2 separate regions of the Mus musculus genome follow, and region 1 is linked to region 2. The links are chromatin contacts, called in public HiChIP or PLAC-seq maps. All regions are on one chromosome and are shown on one strand. Each heading gives the region's core, a stretch centred on a gene start, on an enhancer-like site or on the middle of the called end of the contact. The rest is flanking DNA. Distances are from core to core; before and after follow the strand shown.

Region 1 (7,129 bases), core at 2,115-4,614, 37 kb before region 2:
ACCTGGTTTGAGGCCAGTGCCCAGCAAGCCTGCCTCCTGCTGGGATGTAGGATGCTATTAAGGACGCGTCTTCCTCTTCTCAGTTGTGTGTGGGGTGAAGTGGAAGTCACAAATTCTATCTCTTAACTTTCTAAAATTGGTGGGAGACAGGCTTAAGAACACAATAATAAAAGCAACAGTTACAGACTGCCCACAAGAGCACTTGACGTCACCTTTTATCTGCAAACATCAAGAGGTGAGGTATTATGGCAGAGTGCCAAGAGAGAAATGGTTTCAGTTCCTGGTTTTATCATACACAGCTTCGTGACCTTGCATAAATAACTGGTTCTCTATCAACCATTTATTTTTATCTATCCATGTATCTCTTTGTAAATAATTATTATTAGAGACACGATACAGGTAGCTTAATAGAATTGTCTAAGCATGTTTGACAACAAGGAGTGCTCAAAGAGCTGGTTTAAAATACGAAGTCCCAGTATCACCCTATAGAGTTTTAAGGAAAGACCCAGTTGCCCCTCCAACCCCAGTCTTGCCAGTGTCTCCTCCTTCTTGTTCTGGTATTTTTATGTGCCTGTCCCTATAGTCAATAAAACTTTAGCCTTTGTGTGAAGGGGAAATGATAGAAAAAAGGTCCATTAGCATTATACTGTATATTCTCAAGGCACATGTATATATTGAACTTTGTAAAATAGATTTATTTCTGAAAAGCTGTTTTGCAAACAGAATATGGTATGAGTGTGTGTGTGTGCTTGTACATATGAGTGTATGTATGTGTGTTGTCTAGGTATATAATTAGTGTCTTATTTTGCTATTCAAAGGCATGCACTTAGTTTAATTAAGTAAGTACAACAGGAATGACTGCTATTTGCTGTGAATGCAATGATGAGCAAGACACAGGCCCTGTCTTTGGGCAGCTTACTTAGCTCCACGAGGACGGCAGTCAAATAGACAGAGGGGATCTAGCTCAGCTGCTAGGGTGCCTGCCTAGCATGCATGGAGCTGTGGACTCAGTCCTCAGCAGTGCATAAGTGGGGTGTGGTGATGCATGTTTACAGTCCTGGCACTTAAGCATAGAGAGAGGAGGATCAGAAGTTTGAGGTCATTCTTCAGGTATATTTGAAGTTAGGGGTCAGCTTGGGCTACCTGGGACCTTTTTATAAAACAAAACAACTCCATAAATTCAAAACTGTGGTTAAATAGAATTAAGCATTGGCAGCTATGGTTCACAGAAGACAAGTATATAACACCATTCTAACTGCAAAGAGAGACTGTGGTATCCCTTTGCCTAGGGAATGATTCTTCCCTAGTCTGTCTTTGCAAAGAATCCATGTTCCCCATCAGGTAACCACACATTTTAAGAGCCCCAGCTCCTACAATGTACTGAACATGCTAGGCATCGTGAAGATGCCACAGAGTAGGCAGAGGAGATGAGGTCCCGCCCACAAGGAGTTTCCAACTAGCACTGTTCAGGGTTCATTTCTCATACAGAGTATCAGTTCATCTTGATTTGTTTATTATGCACGTATTAACCCCTTCTCAGAGAAGGCTGTTAGTTCTTAAACGGTCACTACCTCTTAAATGGGGGCATACATTCTACCCAGTAGGAAATCAAAGGGCATGCAGGAGTTCATACCCCTGTTGACAGAACCAAGATGTGAATCTGTGGCAACTGGGATGGTGCAAGGTCTGTGAGGATCAGGGGCAGGTACAGTTCTATTAGCATTATAACTCCTTTCCTCTGGGCACCATGGAAGGTGCTTTATTTATTTATTTGTTTATTTTTATTTTTTAATTTTTTTGAGATGAAGTCTCTTTATGATGTTACCCCAGCTGTCCTGGAAATCACTCTGTAGACCAGGCTGGACTTGAATTTACCTCCTCCTGTTTCTGCCTCCTGATTGCTGTGACTAAAGCTGTGTGCTACCATGCCTGGCTGGTGTGAGTGCTTTTAAAAAACACCTGTTTCTGCCTCAAGAAGAGTGAGGCAGGGAGGAACATAACTCCTGTGGGCTGTGATAACCAGATAGTGTTTAATCAAATGCAAAATACCAGAGGACAGGTGCAGCCCCTTTCCCCTCTGTTCTCTGCGTGAAGCTGGGACTCTGAGGCCCAAGGGATGCCTAGAAGCAGGCTGGACACCTGGTGGTCTACATTCCAGTTCTCATAGGGTCCAGACTAGATTCACTTCACTATCTTGGCTGCTCAGGTCTTCCCAAATAGAACGCTCCTGTTTCTCTGTTTCTCAGAAGGTCAAGGTTGAAGAATCTGCCTTCTGATTTTTTTTTTTTTTTTTTTTTTTTTTTTTGCCAAGTTGCTCCCACTTCCTGCCACACTGCTCCCCTCTCTCTGCCCGGTGAAACCCAACCATCCATCAAAGCCCAGCTCAAGTGTCACCTCTTCCTTTGGTCAGAATCAGTCTTTCCCTCCCTAGCATGCCTTGGTTTGGTACTGTCTGTCATTACTTCTAGGTGCAGTAGATAGAGCTCTTTGGTTTCCTCTCGTGAGCCTGGGCACAGTAGCAGTATTCGTGGTAATTTGTAACTCCTTTCAGATCAGGACTTGTGATGACAGCTGCCAGATGGGCTCACCTTATGTCCCACCCTCTTTGGGACTTTACCCATGATCTCATTTAATCGCCAGGCAAGTCTCGGTAGACAGGTACCCGTAGTATCTTCCTGTTACACAGGAGCATAGAGTGGTCAAGAGAGGTGAGGCATCTCTCTCCAAGTCACACAACCAGGATTACACAGTTAGTATATAGCACAGCTGGGCTTGCCATATGCCACAGCTGGGGCTCTAATCACTGGACCAGCTTCTGTGCAGGCTCTCTGACTTCCTGGCCCAGCGTCTGGGGAGAGAACAGAATACATGGTGTGCTTCCAATAGTTTCGGGGGGTTCACCCACACCCTCCCCCAAAGCCCACCCACGGGCCAGGCTTCACCAGATTGCGGTCTAGAAGCAAGCACGACTGTGACCTGGGCAAGAGGCACGCTCAAGCCAGAGCCAGGGAGGGAGTCCCAGGCTGAAGAGTCCCTACTGACCCATCCATACTAGCTCGTGGCTCTGGAACAGTGGAGCAGCGTCCCGGGTCCCGAGTCCCAGGAATGTGGGAGGGCTAGGCGGACAGGGAGGGGGCGCTTCCTCCGGCCGCGGGAGGGGAGACGCCAGAGCGTGCACCGGGCTCGCCACCGCCCACTCCCCGCCCGCCGCCAGCTCGCTGGGGGCGGGGGCCGCGGCGAGAGGGCGGCGAGGGGCCGCGGAGCACGGCAGCGGCCGGCCCGCCCGAGCGGGAGGAAGCGATGAATATTCAGAGGGGGAGGGGAAGAGAGGGGGCCGAGCGCTCGGCGCGGCTCCCTGCAGCCGGAGCCGCATGACGCGCGGAGGAGGCAGAGGGAGCAGCCGGGGCCGCGGGAGCCGGGAGCTGGGAGCCACGCGCGGAGGGTGGGCGCCGCTCGCTCCGCCCCGCGAAGCCCCTGCGAGTCTAAGGCCGCGGCCGCTCCGCGCCAGGCGCGCTAGGCTCCGCCGTGTGGCCGCCGCCGCCGCCGCTGCCATGTCCCCGGGGAAGCCCGGGGCGGGCGGAGCGGGGACTAGGCGGACCGGCTGGCGGAGAAGGAGGCGGAGGCGTCGGCTGGAGACGGAGACGAGGGCGCCCGGCTTCGGGCACACGGCGGGGCGCGTCCCGGGCACGTTCCAGGGCGCGCAGGGCATGAAGCCCGCGGCGCGGGAGACGCGGACACCCCCGCGCTCGCCCGGGCTCCGCTGGGCGCTGCTGCCGCTGCTGCTGTTGCTACGCCAGGGCCAGGTAAGCTCTCGAGTGGGCCTGGGCGTGTGGTAGGAAGACGCGGGCCGAATTGGCATCGCCTGCACCTGCCCGGGTGTCACCCGTTCCAGGAACACCCGGCGAGGGTCTGAGAGATCGTGGTCCTGGGAGCCTTCCTCCTGGAGGAGGCTGGCAGGGATCTTGGCCAGCCTCCTGCTCCCGCCACTCAGCCCCTTCCCTGGCTCCCGGGTGCCAGGGGAAGGGCAGGATTCCGGGGTCCCCAGGGTGTCCCCCGCCGTGCCCGTTGACTCTTCCATAGAAGCTCCCGCATGGGCTGCAGGCGGCGGTGGCCCGGCCTTTCCCGGAGCTGGTCACGTCTGGCCAGCGCGGGCCCTGCTTGCGCGCCCGAAGCGGCCGGAGGGGGCGTGTTTGCGGAGGGCTGTGGATGCGGAGCAGGGACGGCCTGGCTGAGCCGAGGCCGACCTACGACCCGGCCTGGAGGGGCACGAGGGCTTGGACAGAAGGGCAGTGGCGGTGGCCGGGTGCTTGGGGACAGGCCCTGGCGCTGGGCGGTGGGCGAAGCGCCGGACTCAGAACCGAGGGCGCTTTTTGTGGGGGAAAGTTCCCAGCCTTGCCAAGGTGGCCGCTCAAAGGCGTCCCTTGAGGCTGCTGGCTCTGTTCTCATCATCGCTCCTGAGATAGTGCTGGCTTTTCTGGGTGTGCATTCGTGCTTTGTGGGCGCTAGCTATACCCCTCCCCTCCAGACTTTTCTTTTCTTTCTTTTTTTTTTTTCCTTGCTTCACTTTTTTTTTTCCGATAATGGTGGGACTCGAATTTTGGATCTTTTCTCTCAGTGGTATTTTCATGGCAGGGGATGTGATGCAAGGCAGCTGGGGGGACATTCCCATTTTGCAGATAGGGAACTGAGGGAGAGAAGTGAAAGAGTGGAATCACCCAGCTGGTGCTGCGGGAGCTGAGCAAGCGAGTTCTGCCTCACAGCCTTCTGGGAACTGGCTGTGGTCTTGAACTCTGCAGCTGAAAGTGGCCTGGAGGATGCTCTTGTCTTGCTTTTTGCTAATGAAAGTCTCACTTGCTTTATAGGTACCAGCTCTAAACAGACAGTGAGACACAAATGAAGCATAGGCTGGGGATGGAAACTGACTTTGAGAGAAAGCTTTGCACACACACAGACACGGGAGGGAGGGAGGGAGGGAGGGAGAGAGAGAGGGAGAGAGGGAGAGAGAGAGAGAGAGAGAGAGAGAGAGAGAGAGAGAGAGAGAGAGAGAGAGAATGAGAATATGAATTGTTCTAGAGGAAACATAGGCACTGGGGCAGCAGAGCAGGCGGGCAGAAGAAGGGAGCCTGAGTCTGGGCCTGAACTAATTGTCAGCAAGGGTAACTTATAGTTTCTAAAGCAGGATTTGCACAGGACTCGTGGTGTTGTCCCCAGCAAATAATTCTTTACTGGACTGGGTAAGAGCTGAGTCTGAAGAAGAACCAGAGTTGATTTTGCCCCTTTTCCCCAATTCCATCTTTAGCAAAAAGCATCTGCAGGAATGGGGGAGGGGACACACCATTTCATAGTAGAATTGTTTGAATGGCTTCCATTGAAGAGTGAAAGAATTTTGTAAATATATATTATATATGTACACCACTTTTCATATAAAGCCTTTTCAGATGGGATTGGGGATTTATTGGGGAACATTGTGGATGGGCTGTCTTCATCCTTTCCCTGTAGGAAATTCATGCACAGCAGTCTTTGACGTTAAAGAAAAAGAACTGCTTCTTATTTGAAGTTCCCCTTCTCCAAGAATTCGCTATGCAGACTAGGGTGGCTTCAAGCTCATTGAGATCTGTTTGCTTTTGTGTTCCATGTACAGGATGGTGTGGTCTTGAAATTCTCTTGAACTAAAATTTATATTATAGAAACATTTGAGCTACATTTCTCTTTAGTTTAATTTGATTATACATATGTATATGTATGTATCTGACTTTTGTTTCAACAATAGTAGAAGTTGCAAGCTGTGCTTTGAATCAGCAAAAAGTATCTTGGGTAAATTTATCTCTTGCCCAATCCTTCCTTGTGTTTCTTTAGCACATTGCTACCCTCCGCCTGCCTTGGGTTTGCTTATTTCCTTCCTCTAGTTTGTTCTGTAGAAACTCGAGAGTCCTGTCTTCATATTCTTGTTTTTGTATTTGTTACAAAATAGGAAATATAAAAGGTTTCATGAAGAAATATCTCCAAAAACAATCCTTTTCAGCAGTTTCATTTTGATATGGACTCTTGCAGGGGATCGGCACCTTCTCTCTCTCTCTCTCTCTCCCTCTCTCTGGTGCTGGGGATGGAACCCAGGGTAGGGGATGCGCTCTACCACCAAGTTACATTCTCAGTTTTAGAGAAGCCCTGCGCTTTTGAAGTGACTCAGAGACTGTGTCAGGGGCAGATAGGATGGGTCATTGAGTAAGAGTTCTTGCTACACAAACATGAGGATCTGAGTTCAAATCCCTAGGGCCAGTGTAAGATGTGGAGTGTGGTTGTGTGTGCCTGGAACGGGCATACTCTGGGGTGTGGAGACTCACTGGGGCTTGTTGGCTGCCCAGGAAGAGACCCTGTCTGAAAGGAATACGATTCTGTGTCCTCTGCCCAGTGCAAGCACAGGCATGTGTATCCATACACATGTACATATTATACTGAAAACACATAGACCCTTATCCTCAGCCTCCCCCCCCTTTAAAAATAAGCTCCCCTCCTTTTTTTTTTTTTTTGGACAGGGTTTTTTTTTTTTTTTTTTTTTTATGTTGCCAGCCCTGGCTGGTAGAACTCATTATATAAACCAGGCTGCCCTTGAACTCACAGAGATCTGCCTGCCTCTGCCTCTCAAGTTTTGGGATTGAATTTGAGCACCAGCATGCTTGGTGCTAGCTCTGGTGGTTGAAGACAGCTCCAGCCCTTCAAACCTCTTAGATGAGGACATTGGACTTGAGAGAAGAGGTTATTTGGCAAGATAGGATTATAAAAAAGCCAAGAGTAGAGCTTGAGTTACCAGTCTGGGCCTAGGCTTTTTGGCTGTGTTTTCTCTTCGAGCACAGTGCTGTGTTACTGTATGCCCCAAACTGCTTACAAATTGAGTTTAAGAGTCAATTAGAGCAGGCTTACAATTATCTCCAGCTCCAGGGGCTCTGACCTTCTCTTTTGATCTCCACAGGCACCAATACAAATGTGACAGACAGTCACATAGTTAGACACACATACACATCAATAAAAGAAAAATAATAAATCTTTTAAAAGTCAATTAGATTTGAAATATTTTTGATTTGTGTGTGTGTGTGTGTGTAGAAAGTAAGAGGGAACTTCTTTGATGGCTTCC
Region 2 (6,911 bases), core at 378-2,877:
AGTGCAAGGGTTTCAGACGTGTGTGCTGTGTACCCCCCGCCCCCCTTTTAAATGTGGGATCTGGACTCAGGTTTGTGTGTCAAGCTCTTTACATCCTACATCACCTCCCTGCTAACCCTAAAGCCCTCTTTCAAAACCCAGGTCCAGCAGTTCCTCCAGCAGGCCTCCCATCCCACCCTGCCCTTGTTCACATTCCTCCCACACCTTCAATTACTCTGTGTCTAGGGTTTGATGTTTCTTTCTCCAGTGAGATTGCTTGCTCGCTGAAGATGAAGCACAGTTATATTTCTTTTCTACCTTGTTCAACTCTTTCTTTAAATAACCATCAGAGCCGTGGAGTCAATTCTCGAATCATCACAAATGGCTGATGCTAATAAGGGTAAGCATGCGGCCCTTTTACCTGGTTCTGGGACACTGTGCCTGCTGCCTGGATTGCTAGCTGGAGACGGCTGAACATTTGGTTGTATAGTGTGTGTGGATTGCAAGCTTTACGCGTGAACTGTGCTGTCATTTCCTATATCCATGTGGCATCGAAACCAGGGATACCTGCAGTTTTCCCAGGGCTGGCAGAACTGTCTCATTCAGTTGTTTTTTGAGCCCTGCTAGGAAGGTCTGACACACAGTAGGTAACAGGAGGAGTCCAAGTGTAAAGAGTCCTGTGGCACTAGAAGGTATTAGGTTTCTCCTAGGCTTGCTGCCCAGTCCCCTGGAGGTGCCTTCTGATTTCCCTTAGTGGTGCCATCTGGCTGGGCCTGAAGGTATAGTGGAAGAAGTGAGGTGCTGGGCTGTCACTGCTTGATCTTATAGATAGGGTGTAGGGTTTGAGTGAGGGGCAAACACCAAGATCTGGAAGGATCAACTCTACTAAGCTACATATGACAGGAGTTTGCAAATCTTTTGGGGTGTGGTAGATACCCTTTGAAAGATGCCAAGTGACTAGTGGACATTGGTTCTCAGTCTTGAAGGGAATGGACATGGGTTGTGAACTCTGCTTAAAGGGAACATTTGCCAGTTAGCTTCTTTGTTGTCTTGTAAAAGTGTAGCCGCAGAAGATCCATGTTTCCAATGTGATGTCTGTTGTTTCAAAAACAGATGGTCAATTCAACAATGCGTCTGCTGGCCCCTGAACAGGGGCTGGGGGCTTGTAAGGGCTACAAGTCACCTAGGAATGAACCAATGAGTAAACACACACACACACACACACACACACACACACACACACACACACACACACACACCCTCCCTCCCTCCCTCCTTCCCTCACAGGGCCAAATTAGATGGATGTTATTCCATCATCCAGATGGTCAGATGCCAGCGTCACTGTGGAGATGGACATGATGTGCAGAGCAGGCAGAGTTGGCACTGCAGGGAGGGGCAAGGATGATGAGGACCAAGTTCTTTGCCTACAAGAAAGCCTTCTAAGTTTCACATCCCTCCTCCAGGTCTCTAATGCTGCCCCCTCATTCCTGTTACAAGTTTGAATTTCCCTGCCTCACATTCTTGGGACTTCAGTGCTGCGTAGGAGGGACAGAATATAAGCAATACTTTGGGTTCACTGTGTGGCCTTTACCTCCTACTCTGGTGTTTTCTTTCTCAATCCTTCCAGATACCCCAGGCAGGCTACAGGCTGCCGTAGACCAGTGGGTGTTCCGAGTCATGCCCGTGGGCTCTCCCTTCCCCGATTTTACTCATGCTGTCCCATCTTCCTGGAATACACCCCCCTCCAGATTATGGAAATCCTCCCCGCCCAACTCTGCCTTCAAAAGGCTCAACACATAGACACACTTTCCCAGAACTGGGCTGCCCTCCTCATTCTGTAAATCTGTAATCAGTCATGACTCTCTCTCAGCCTCCATGACACTTGCCTGTGTCTCTAGCGTAGCACTTGCATCATACATCATGGCTCTTCAGAGGCCTGAGGTCTTCTAGATGATGAGGTCATTGTGGAAGGTTCACATCTGACTCATTACCATGGCCCCTCAGGGCTTGGTAACTGTCAATGAAGTTTTTTTTTTTTTAGTTAGATGCTTGATGTTGGGTAATAGAGAACTGACTCAAGAGGAAGCTGTGGAAGGTCTGCCGAGAATTGAGGGCTAGGGTGGTGGCTGGAGCAGAAGTGTGAGCAGGTAGGTAGAGCAGATCTAACTTTGCTTCAGACTATGGCAACACTGTCTGTCTCCTCCTACTGCATGGCTCACAGTGTGGCTTCGTGTCTCGTAAGGGATTGAAAGCTAAGATATTGGTTCTATACTTGACCCTGTAAGGAGCCGAATGAAGGGACAGAACCAAGGAAACCTCTAAGACTCAGCTAGGATGGCTTTCTACATGCTTGCCTTTTGCTATGGCATACTCACCATGATGGTGTCCGTATGTCCTTTAAGGTTGTAAGCATGCAGGGATGGCCTAGGCTTGTACACCCCCAAAGACAGTGAGAAGAAGCAGTGTGTCATCATAAGAAGTGTGGTTTAGGAGCCTAGAGAATTGGATTTCAGCACTAGCTCCACCTCTTTCAGCCAGGTGACTTTTAATGAGACTCTCAGCTTAGGATTTATTTCCTCAATTGGCTTAAGCGGTTGCTTGGATCCTTTGGGGCTATGACAATATATGACTAAGGGCTAGGCTGTCATTACTGTAGGCTTGTAAACTCATGTGACTCCATTCCGTAGCATACAAAGTATGCACCCACCCAGCACAGGAGTTAGCATGGGGTGGTTTAAGGGCTCCTTTGGATCAAGATTTCAGGACAATGGTTAGATGTGGGTGAACTTCAGAATCCCCTTGAAATACAGTCAGAAGGAGTTGAGATATGGTGACATTCCAGGGCAAGACTGTTCCCATGAAAGGAAAGGCTACCAAGCAACATGTGTGCATTTGGTTCTGATGCCGATTTGGCTGGCCAGAATGTCTGTATTGTTGATAATGTGGACTTGAATCCCACAAAATAGAACAAGCTTGCTTGCTTGCTTGCTTGCACTATGGTGTAGAGGCCAGAGGACAACTTACAGGAGCAAGCTTTCATACCACATGGGGTTGGGGACTCCAACTCAGGCTGTCAGGCTGGGCAGCAAGCACCTCTATTTCCTGAGCATCTCAGCAGGCCTGTGGCTTTGTTCCTGTTGATCAAGGAAGACTGTTCAGTAGATGCTAATGGTCATCTGGCCCCTAAGAGCAGTGAAAAGAATAAGGCAAAGAAAGGTATGGTTTCCTGGTTGACCAGTAGACTCAATGAGAGTCAGTATGGCTGTGAGGGGACTCAGATAGAGAGTCAGGAGTAACCGCAGAGAAGGCTAGAGCTAAGAGGAGGGAGGTACCTCAGACTTCCATGGAAAGGAAAAGAACACCTTGTAGATCCAGCACTCTCCAAAGCCAGCGTCATGTTGCCTGCTTCTGTCTTATTGACAATGACCTTGGACAAGCCAGCTTCCAACCTTTGTTTCTTCATCTCTGACCGATGCCTTAAGATTCTGTGAATGAAGTAGGATTACATATTGAAAGCACCTGGCATGTTTGTAACCTTTTCCTTACAAAACTTTTTTGGAGACAGGGTCTCACTATGTATCCTTGGCTGGCCTTGACCGTACAGAGAATAACATTTTTTATTTTACTTACTTAGTTTGTAAAGACTGTAGCTGTCTGTAGTGAATGGATATGGAGGGGGCCCTGAAGGTAGAAGAGAAGGGAATCCAGTGTTAACGGTTTTTCATTCACAGCTGCCTGGACTTGTAGATCAGACACAAAGGAAACCTTCCTTTCCTGAGTTCTATGTTGCCCCACCTTGATTGAAACACAAAGTCCTATGGTTTATCCTTCCATTTTGTGCTTTTGATAGTGGTGTGAACCCTGAGATGTGTCTGTCTCTCTTTCAGTGAGGAACAGAACTGACGTGTGGTTCTGTTTCTGACTTCACGTCTACTTACCTCACTGTCCTCTCCCAGTGCCCAGCCTGAGCCCGTGGACCTAGTGAGCCCATTATCTAATTCATGAAAAGTTAGAAATCTGGACTTTTTTTTTTTTTTTTTTTTTTTTTTTTTTGAGACCAGGACAGCCCAGGCATTACAGCTTAGGTGAGTTTTGAATTTGTTATGTTGCTGAGGCTGACCTAGAACTTCTGATACTTCTGCCTTCACCTTTCAGGTGCTGGCATTACAGACTGTGCTGGGGGTGGACCCTAAAGCTTCATGGATGCTAGGCAAGCACTCTACCAGTTGGATTTCTGAGTTCGAGGTCAGCCTGGTCTACAGAGTGAGTTCCAGCATAGTCAGGGCCATACAGAGAAACCCTGTCTCGAAAAACCAAAACCAAACAAAAACAAAACAAAAACCCAACAACAACACCACTATGAAATAAGACAGATGGGAAAAGGAGTGGAGAGAAGCTGAGAAGCCTAACCTAACTAACCTAAGTCTGAGTCCTGGGGCCTGAGCTGGAGACCGTGGTTAGACCTAATCATTTCAGAAGAGAGACCCTCGTCTCAGAAGATGGAAGGGAGAGCCAATGCCCAAAAGTGCTCCTCTGACCATCACACATGCTCGTAATGCAGACATGCATGCACATCATCAAATGGCTATAAATGTGAGGCTCTCCATTTTACGCCATTGTCCATTTAACTGTTAGTGCTAAACTGCCTTGATTACAATAGCTTATAGTAAATCATAAAATCAGGGAAAAGAGTACCTAGTCCTTTCTGTTAAGATCCTCCATTGTTTCTTTGATCCTCTTGCTGTCTATCCTGGCCTCAAAAATTAACCAATTAACGGATTCACTCAGCATATACAATTTATCTCACACTGACTGTGTACTATGCACTACAGTGTGCTTGGGATACTGAAAAACTCAGACAAATTCCCATCTCTTTGGTGGGGAAGATAGATAAATATGTTAACAAATAAAAAGCAGAATGTTGGATGGGCTTTACATCTGTGAAGAAAAGTGAAGTTGGATAAGGGGATACAGCACGGAGAGGATGGAGTAGGTTCATGTTATATGTGGTGCCAAGGAAGGCTTTTCACCATCATCACCATCACCAACATCACCACCATCATCATCAGGTGACAAGGCCCAAGTCATGGCCAGTTGACTTGTGAATGGAAAAGTGGACAGCAGGCTGGTGGGAGTTAGAGGAAGACACTTGGAACTTCTGAGTTCTAGATGCTTATTGGTTATCTGAGTGGGATTTTTGTATGGCCAGTTGGAGCAGGAGCCTGGAGTTCAGGAAGGACATTGAGGCTGGAATTATATTTTTGGTTGTGAGCCTAGCCTTTAACGGCTGAGCCATCTCTCCAGACCAAGGCTGGAATTATAAACTCAAGAGCCATTAGTTGTGTGGAATCAGCTCTGATGTGATTACCACATCAGAGAGGTAGTACTGGCCACGTGGTGTCCAGACTGCCAATATTCCTGGGTTATAGCCACTTATCTATATCACTGACCTTGCAGCTGAATCTGGGCAGAGTGACCAGTGATTAGATTAGTAATTAAATCCTTTTAGCATGGCTATGGTTGGAAATCCTTGGTGTGGAAATCCTTTGGAATGATGGGATTGGGAGCCGCAGCATGGGAGGGAATCACAGATGAATCTGTGCTGGGGACCTGGCTCCATTGTGTGTGTGTGGTGCTGGACGTTGTCAACCTTTCAAAGGACTTGACAGTTTTGAAGGAGAAAGAGGAAGGATGGTCTGGATCAGCAGTAGGGAACAGGGATGGGACCCATCCTACATCTCTGTAGTCTAGACGACAGTGTTTGACTGTAGTAGCAGCTTAGCATTGCGAAGATGCTTGCTAGCTGGCTTCTCTTCAAAGCACACTGGGGATTGTGGAGCAGAGACTTGTGAAGACTTCAACTTTGAACTCTAGGGCACTGATGCAGAGTAGAGACCTCCTCGGACGCAGAATAACCTGTGAACTTGGCCTGAATTGATTGAAACCCCCCTTTTCATGCCTGCCCCATTCTGGGGTGGATGCTAACCTAGGGTGTCCCTCAAGGAAGAAATGCAGTCTATGCAGAAGAACTCAGCAGCAGAGGTGGGAGCAGAAAAAGAACAAAGGATGACACATTCTGTGCTCCCCGTTAACTGAGCTGTTTCCCCTTTGGTCTCAGGGAAGTCTCTAAGTGTGTGGGTGCTGCTCAGGCTTCCACAGAATTTAGGCCTGGACTTCACATCACCTTGGTTCTGCTTTTCTTAAATTTTAACTTAAACGATGAACTGACAGAATGGCTCTGAGAGCTAATTAATGTATTAGTGGCCATTGCTACAATTGCACTAAAGGACACGACCTTCCCCCAGTTCTCTTGTCAGTTTATCTTACTTTTATTTATATAACAAGTATTAGAGCAGTACCTGGCATGTGATTATACACACTCCTGTGCAACCTCGCGCACACACACACACACACACACACTCCATACATGCTTTGTGCATATAAACTTATTTAATCTCCATAGTGACTCTAGGTGGTAGAAACTACTATTTTTCTCAGTTTACAGAAAAGAAAACAGGGAGGAGATTAAATATAATCCACTCAATCAGCAAGAGGCAGAATGAGGGTTTGAACTGGGAGGCCTGGTTCCGGGTTTACTTTCTCCAGTTTGCTCTAAGGCCTGCTAGCTTCTTTCCAAAAAAAATAATGACAGGGGCCTGGGGATGGAGCAGTTGGTAGAGTGTTTACCTGGCATGCATGAAACCCTTGGGTTCAATTCCTAGTACTGCTTAAAGGTACCACAGGCCTTGGTGGTACACACCTGTAATCCTAGCACTTGGTAGGTAGAGGCAGGAGGATCAGAAGTTCAGGGTTACCCTGGCTATGTAGAAAGATAAAAAGCCTGAAGCCAATTGAGTCTAAAAAGAATGATGACAGGGGCTATCACAATAGTTGTTGTTCTGTATATACTGTGCATTGTGCTCTATAGTTTA

Evidence for each region. HiChIP or PLAC-seq counts read pairs in DNA pulled down with a chosen protein or histone mark.
Region 1: a BATF HiChIP or PLAC-seq map of CD8 T cells shows a contact between it and region 2, with 27 read pairs. The contact joins the promoter of Ptprj here to the enhancer-like site in region 2. A contact is called at or near these places in 8 of 39 promoter capture datasets (the C10 cell line, embryonic stem cells, hematopoietic stem and progenitor cells and 3 more), 2 of 15 datasets of contacts at CTCF or cohesin (CD8 T cells and large pre-B cells), 35 of 484 Hi-C or Micro-C datasets (B cells, the C2C12 cell line, CD4 T cells and 27 more), 13 of 115 datasets of contacts at active chromatin or transcription factors (the 230-238 cell line, CD8 T cells, the HPC-7 cell line and 9 more) and 6 of 9 other capture datasets (adipose tissue, bone marrow-derived macrophages, embryonic stem cells and 3 more).

What each region holds. Positions count from the first base shown.
Region 1 is chr2:90,576,830-90,583,958 of GRCm38.p6, reverse strand. It overlaps Ptprj (protein tyrosine phosphatase, receptor type, J), which reads left to right and starts at 3,364. Exons shown (of 24, transcript NM_008982.6): 1 at 3,364-3,803. The coding sequence starts at 3,708. It overlaps Gm46752 (vegetative cell wall protein gp1-like), which reads right to left and starts at 3,204. Exons shown (of 3, transcript XR_001783391.2): 1 at 3,043-3,204; 2 at 2,589-2,848.
Region 2 is chr2:90,537,932-90,544,842 of GRCm38.p6, reverse strand. The region is part of intron 1 of Ptprj (protein tyrosine phosphatase, receptor type, J); the gene reads left to right. Among named protein-coding and RNA genes, the nearest start is that of Ptprj, 39 kb to the left of the region's middle. Within about 2 kb of position 1,627, at least 121 of the 459 cell types and tissues checked have an H3K27ac peak or open chromatin away from gene starts, as enhancers often do. A contact at or near this core is called in the C2C12 cell line, CD8 T cells, Th1 cells and 12 more, where this site is marked.